Linked DNA regions of Danio rerio: region 2 is linked to region 1. A link is a contact called in public HiChIP or PLAC-seq data. All regions are on one chromosome and are shown on one strand. Each heading gives the region's core, a stretch centred on a gene start, on an enhancer-like site or on the middle of the called end of the contact. The rest is flanking DNA. Distances are from core to core; before and after follow the strand shown. Region 1 holds the start of dcaf5 (ddb1 and cul4 associated factor 5). Region 2 holds the start of srsf5a (serine and arginine rich splicing factor 5a).

Region 1 (3,860 bases), core at 783-3,282:
ATCCAAAAGGCTTTATCTGTACAAAGAGAAATATTTCTCTTATTATCAGAGGATTTATAATGCTAAAACGTTTTGTGTGACTTTACTTTTATTTGAGTGGATCTGTAACATTCAGGTGGTAATGTGTTAATATATATAAATAAATGTATAGATATATACATACATACACAGACACACACACACACACACACAAACACACACACACACACACACACACACACACACACACACACACACACACACACACACACACACACACACACAAAACGGCCACTTTATTAGGTACACCTGTCTAACTGCTTATTAACACAAATTTCTAATCAGCCAATCATATGCCAGCAACTCAATGCATTTAGGCAAGTAGACATGGTCAAGACGATCTGCTGCAGTTCAAACTAAGCATCAGAATGAGGATGAAAAGTGATTTAGGTGACTTTGAACGTGACAAGATTGTTGGAGCCAGACTGGCTGGTTTGAGTGTTTCAGAAACTGCTGATTTAAAATATCCAGTGAGTGGCTGATCTGTGGGTGCAAATGCCTTGTTGATGCCAGAGGAGAATGGCCTGACTGGTTCCAGCTGAAAGGCAACAGTAACTCAAATAACCACTCGTTACAACCGAGGTATGCAGAAGAGCATCTCTAAACACACAACACGTCCAACCTTGAGCCAGATGGGTTACAGCAGCAGAAGACCACACTGGTTGCCACTCCTGTCAGCTAAGAACAGGAAACTGAGGCTACAATATGCACAGGCTCACCAAGATTGTACAATATAAGATTGGAAAAACGTTGCCTAGTCTGTTGAGGCTCGATTTCTGCTGCAACATTTTGATGGTAGGGTCAGAATTTAGGGTCAACAACATGAAAGCATGGATCCATTCAGCCATGTTTCAACGGTTCAGGCTGGTGGTGGTGGTGTAATTGTGTGGGGGATTTTTGCAGACCATGTACATCCCTTTATGACCACAGTGTACCCATCTTCTGATGACTACTTCCAGCAGGATAAAGCGCCATGTGATAAATCATCATGAGTTCACTGTATTCAAATGGCCTCCACAGTTACTCAATCCAATGGAGCACATCTGGGATGACAAACCTGCTGCAACCGCGTGATGCTATCAGGTCAATATGGACCAAAATCTCTGAGGAATATTTTCAGAACATTGTTGAATCTATGCCACGAAGTATCAGAATTAAGCTATATTAATATTAGTAAAATATCATATAAACAGTTTTTATAATGTCTATTTACACTGCATTTATTTATGGGTTAAAAAAGTGGGTAGCACAATCACCTCACAGCAAGAAGGTCACTGGTTCGAGCCTCGGCTGGGTCAGTTGCTGTTTCTGTGTGGAGTTTGCATGTTCTCCCCGTGTTTGCGTGGGTTTCCTCCGGGTGCTTCGGTTTCCCCCACAGTCCAATGACATTCAGTACAGGTGATATGGGTAGGCTAAATTGTCCGTAGTGTAGTCTGTGTGTGAATGGGTGTGTGGGGATGTTTTCCAGTGATGGGTTGCGTGGCTGCAAGGGCATCTGCTGCGTAAAACATGCTGGATAAGTTAGGGGTTCATTCCGCTGTGGTGACCTCAGAATAATAAAGAGACTAAGCCAAAAAGAAAATGAATAAACAGAATCATATGATAAAAACCACCTGCAGTTAACACGAACCCTTTATGTAGGCCAAGACAAGATGACAAAATTCTATTATACTTGAAATGAATGAAATGGTAATCCAGTGTTCTGAAAAAGAGTGGTGAAGTATAAAGATGTCAGATCATGAAAGTTTAGTCTTTTGGAACTTAAAAGAAGTCTTCAAATATATTTTTAATATTTATTTTAAACATTTTTATTTAGAGATTTGCGAATTCACAATAGTAGTATAGGTATCTCATATCATCTTATATAAACACTCGGAAACGTTTCCATCAGTTTTCATGCATCATGTTATTTTTTGCTACAATGAACTTAAAGCGATCTCTTCTCGTGACGTCATCAGCCGTGCACCGGAGCAGGAAGTGCCGGCGGTCGGTGGGACTCTAAACAAGCCTCTGTTTTTGCTGCGCACTTTCACGCTTTACCGAGCAAACATGTAAAAAGTAGTCCGTCTAGCCGAGCTACAGTTCACCGAACCAGACCCGAGCTCAAGCCCATGCCGGCCGGGACACTCTAGCGGCGGCGTCGACACTCATTTTGTGGCGGAGAGATGAAGGAGGCGCGGGGCTGCAGCATGCGGAGCGCCGTCGGGTTTCTCTCCCGCAGGACGATCGACGGACACCCGCAGCTGAAGGAGGAGTTCCAGCGCCGCAGACTGTCCGGCTGCTCTAGCCTCTACAAGAAGGACATGCTCGGACACTTCGGCTGCGTCAACGCCATCGAGTTCTCCAACAATGGAGGCCAGTGGCTGGTGTCCGGTAAGATTCTCCGGTTCTCGCTGAATGTGGGTCAGCGGCAGGTAGCAGTTGCTAACGGAAGCGTATTGGGGTAAAGTTGGTATTATGTTCGCACTTTTGGACTTCCTTCCTAATAATATAATTTCAGAAAAGTCTTCTTTAAAATCATATTAGGAGCCAATGACTATCAAAGTTCAACATTGTTCACAGTCAATAAATAGTGCTAATGTTGTCTTAAAGTCATGTTTACATGCGATTTCAGACCGAATATTCCAAAGTAGATTGGGAAACAATGTAGGTACTGTGTCACGAGTTGTCACAGGACAAATGTGCCAATATAAAACTAACTTTACCTCAATAAGCATATTGGTGTGAAGTTGGTTTTGGATTTGCACATTTGGACTTTCTCCTTAATATTATAATTTCAGAAAAGTCTTTGCAAATTCTAAATGATGAAATCATTTTAGCAGCCAATGACTATCAAAGTACAACATTGTTCACAGTCAAATAGATAGTGCTAGTGTTGTTTTAAAGTCATGTTTACATGCGTTTTCAGACTGAACATTCTAAAGTAGCTTGGTAAACAATGTAGGGAGCGTGTCACAAATTGTCACTGGACGAATGTGTGAATATAAAACCAACTTTACCTTAAAAAGCATATTGGAGTAGATTTGGACTTTATATTATCAAGGAGAATTTCATAAAAGTCTTCTTTGCAGATTTTAAATAATGAAATCACTTTAGCAGTCAGTAACTATCAAAATAGGCAACAACATTGTTCACAGTCAAATATATGGTGCTAGTGTTGTTTTAAAGTCATGATTTCAGACCGAATATTCCAAAGTAGCTTGGTAAACACGGTAGGTACTATGTCACAAGTTCTCACTGGACAAATATGATAATATAAAACCAACTTTACCTTAAAAAGCATATTGGGGGTGACAGTTTTGTATTTGCACATTTGGACATTCTCCCTAATAATATCATTTCAGAAAAGTCTTCCTTTGCAAATTCTAAGTGGTGAAATCCTATTAGCAGCCATTGACTATCAAAGTACAACATTGTGCACAGTCAAATAAATAATGCTGCTGTTGATTTCAAGTCATACTTGCATGTGATTTCAGACCGAATATTCCAAATTAGTTTGGACTTTACCTCAATAAGCATATTGGGGTGAAATTAGCCTTGTATTAGGACTTTCTCCTTAATATTATAATATTAAAATTCGGAATAGTGAGCGCATGTTATTAGCCAATGACTATCATATAAAGTCATGTTTGCATTGCAATTTCAACGAAACAATGTAGGGAGCATGTCACAAGTTGTCACTGGACAAATGTGCGAATATTAAAACAACTTTATCTCAAATGAGAAATGAAGCCATAAACTGGAGTTCAGAATCATTTCTGACAGCTTAATTTGATTGAGGTAAAGTTGTTTTTAATTCGCACATTCATTTAGTCACAACT
Region 2 (3,860 bases), core at 658-3,157, 96 kb before region 1:
CTCCTCCATGATTTTACTAATATAAATCTGCTTTAATTTAATTACACGATGTCAATCTTATGTCATCTTGGTTTACATTCATTTTATGAATTCTCTTTTGCTATTTTTTATATTTTGGTGCAAGGTTTTTGATGAATTTACTTTGAAAAGGGCCGACGAAACCACTGACCGCAGCTGGAAATTGCAGCCTTTTAACTGTAAGCCATTGATATGCTGGACTCAGCTGAAACAAAAGAGTGCTGTTGCCCTGTCGTTGAGGACACAAAGGGGGCATTTGTGCGGCTGATGTTGAGGGGGTAGGGTGGGTAAGTGTGGGTGTGGTCTGCACATCAGTTCTGGTATCAGTACTGTCTTACTGTGTTGTGATTGAATGCAACAGCTGAGTGGTTAAGAAGAGAGGGAATGTGTGTTGCAGAGGTGTTAATGGTCACTCTTGGCTTTCAGTATTGTGCTATCTGCCTTTTAAACGTACAGGCTGAATAAATAGTCCAGTAATCACACATTGCTACATTTGCACAGACATACTCCCCGGTTCTATGTCTGGAAGAGTCAGCATCAATTGCCAAAAACCAAAGCCAGTCTGAAGAGTAAAAAAAAAGCTTCAGATTATGATTACATCCAAGTTGGGGGATATCGAACAAGCCCTGGTTTAATGACACACGTTTCTGTGTGTGTGTTCAGTCTGGTGGTACATGTACTCCTTAATGTATGATGCCCAGATTTTCTCTGTAACAAAGCAAGTGTATGATGCCTAGTGTTTTAAAATCTGTTCAGATTTTAAAAGTAGTGAATTGTTTTCAACTGAAGGCCACAACTAAAGGCCTTTTTAGGCTTTAGACCTTAGTTAAGGTGTGCACAATATCAAATTTTTGTTGTCAAACAGTTGTACAGTTTGTTCAATGGGTCGGTAATTTGGCAATTTTAAAACTTACCACAAACAGTGGTAGAAAATTTTGTCAGCTAAAAAAGGTCAACGGCAATCTTCATTATAAATTATAAATATTAAAAATGTGGTATACCCTGACTATGGTATATATAAGAGTAAATGATTCGTCTTTCAGTATTATTTTGATGCTTCTGTGCCATTTTGCTTCTCTATTTGCAAATCTCTTCTAGAAGCCCATATTCCCCTCTGTCTCTCAGGATGGCATGGCATTGTAGGTGGCAACATGGGTGTCAAATCTGTGGGATGTATTTGGAGACGTATTTATATAATTGAATTTTATATTTGGAATATGATTATTTACTGTTGTTTTGTCAAAGATCTTATCAACCGTTAGAGCCTGATTCTTATAATGTTATTTTTGTTTTATTTAGTCCACAACTGTGATCTTTTACTAGTTCAGCAAGACTCGTTTTATAGGCTTTCCCCACTGATGCCATTTCTAGCCTCGATTAGTACTTCTTGTTTTGATGTGATGGATGATTTCAGATATTTACAGATGATTAGAGAATAAAGAAATTAAAAGTGTTTTTCTCCAGAACTTCATTGCTGTCACTGGGTGGAGATGCTCATTTCTGTATTATTTTTAAACATTGATTAAATTAATTCACACCTAATCCCAAGAGTCATTGTTCTCATGTGACTCTTCCTTTGCTTAGCTCATGTGATGTCTGTCTCCAGTTTCCTGATAACTTCCAGACTAGATCAATCCTCCATAAACTGACTTCAGATGCTAAAGTATAAAATATAGGCTAACGTTAACAACTGAATATAAACCAAGGGCTGTGTTGTGACGAACCACAACCAGTGTATGTATGTGAAATTGAAACCATAGATGGGTTCCTATTTCGATGGGTTTACGTGCGCATGCACGAGCCTCGCCTTTACCCTCCCCCCGCGCGTGAACACGCATATATATACTTCTGCGCGTGGCCGCGTTCTCCAGTATCGAGGCCAACGCCATTTTGTTCGGTATCCAGAGGTGAGAGGACGTAGCTGATTTCCTTAGTTATCATCTTTTATTTTAGTTATATTGTTAGATTTGTTATTCATGTTAGATTTATTGCTGCAAATGTTCTTCGTTTTAACGTTTTTGGTTTGTTTTTATGGTTTGACATCGAAGTAAATGTTTCTGCGCATGTGGGCTAGGCCTCGGCCGCGAGGCTGGTGCGTGTTTGTCACGTTAGATGCGGATTATTTTCTCAAAGTTATTAAACTTTTTTGTAGAATTTATTATTTGTAACTTAGTATCAATTTGTGTTTTCAGTAACCTACCGTTGCAGTGTGTGTAGTAATTGTTTAAATACAAATTATGAAGTTCTGCAGAGAAACGTGCCGTTTTGTAACGTAAGCGGGAAATCAAACGCTTCAGTAAAGCCGTTGTTGCTCACGCAATGTTTGTTGGAGGACCGGGTATAGCAGAAACCCTTTTTTGTCCTAGATTCACGTATAGTTTGTCGTGATGTTTATTAATGATTTACATGGACTGACTGGACTTTTACAAATGATTATCCAGCGGTTATTCTGTTAATGACCAACAGGGCGGCGCGTGAACTTTTTTTTTCTCCATACAGTTCATAGTTGTTGCCAAACTGTTGATTTAACTTGCCTTTCTCTAAACCCAGATATTTAAAAAAAACTTTCATCACCATGAGTGGATGTCGTGTGTTTATTGGCCGTCTGAGCCCTCATGCTCGTGAAAGAGATGTGGAGAAGTTCTTCAAAGGCTACGGACGTATCCGAGAGATTAACCTGAAAAACGGGTTTGGCTTTGTGGTGAGTATTAAGACACTTGAGGGTCTTTTTTGCTTGAGACGTGCAAGTGAAGTCAGTGTCTTACTGCCCCCTGCTGTCTGTTTTTGTTTACAGGAGTTTGACGACTACAGGGATGCAGATGATGCAGTGTATGAACTGAATGGCAAAGAGCTGTGCAGTGAGAGGTGAGACTGAATCCAGTGCTGCGTACACTGGTTTTAACGAGTCATGAAAATAATTTTCATTGAAATATCCCATGAGTTTTGTTGACTGTTAGCATAACAATAGATCAGTTTTGTTTCACTGTTGCTTAATGCTGCTGTCTTGACTCTAGGGTGACCATTGAGCATGCCCGCTCTCGCAGAGGAAGAGGTGGTGGCCCAGGAATGGGAGGTCGTTTCTCTCCACGCTTTGGAGGTTATCGTCAGTCCCGCAGTGGCGGTTCCAGGTTTGTTTGCGTTTTGAGTACTGGTATTTTTCCCGTATGATTCAGTCCTTCGAATTGACCCCTGCCCTTTTCACAGGTATGGACCACCAGTGCGCACAGAGCACAGAATCATAGTGGAGAATCTCTCCTCTCGCATCAGCTGGCAGGTGAGCTCCCCGCACTATCAGAGTGGCATAGTGGCCTACTGTTGTAAGCGTTTCATCAACTCTGCATTTCGTTTGCCATTGACATCAGTACAAGCACACAAAGCAATAGTTATTGTTACTGTTAAACTGGAATTTACTCTTCACCTCAGCCAAACCTTACATAAATGATGATTTGAATGCTGAAAGGTTCTCTAACCCAGACCCATGTTTTTCAAACCTTTTCTTTAACAGCTGTGCTCTGGTATTCTTTAATTGGAGTTGCATGCACAGCCTGCGAGGTGCATAGCGCCCTCCCCTGGTTGTGTTCTCAATAGTGTCCCTGTGGTGCCTCACCCGTCATGCAATGTCTGCCGGTCTAAGTCTTGGCTGGGTCCGTAGCTCCAAACAGAGCCGTAGCACAGGATAGCCTTAGAGGAGCTGGGTAGCCGCTCTCTGGAGGGTCTGTGATGTCAGATCTGCTCCATCCCCTCCGATCTGATGTTTGGGTCTTATTCTGTTGGTGCTGAAGCGGGGAGGGGTGCAGGGTTTTGGCCCCTCCCCCATCCTCTCTCTCTCTCTCTGGTGGGGT

What was found. HiChIP or PLAC-seq counts read pairs in DNA pulled down with a chosen protein or histone mark.
Region 2: a contact with region 1 is called in an H3K4me3 HiChIP or PLAC-seq map of embryo, with 4 times the contacts expected there. The contact joins the promoter of srsf5a here to the promoter of dcaf5 in region 1. A contact is called at or near these places in 2 of 4 datasets of contacts at active chromatin or transcription factors (embryo and gastrula embryo).

Annotation. Positions count from the first base shown.
Region 1 is chr13:39,902,967-39,906,826 of GRCz12tu, reverse strand. It overlaps dcaf5 (ddb1 and cul4 associated factor 5), which reads left to right and starts at 2,032. Exons shown (of 8, transcript NM_001077552.1): 1 at 2,032-2,412. The coding sequence starts at 2,205.
Region 2 is chr13:39,999,191-40,003,050 of GRCz12tu, reverse strand. srsf5a (serine and arginine rich splicing factor 5a) reads left to right here and starts at 1,907. Exons shown (of 8, transcript NM_200867.1): 1 at 1,907-1,925; 2 at 2,569-2,719; 3 at 2,813-2,883; 4 at 3,033-3,146; 5 at 3,223-3,292. The coding sequence starts at 2,594. It overlaps LOC794838 (deubiquitinase DESI2), which reads left to right. Exons shown (of 7, transcript XM_073920182.1): 7 at 1-1,560.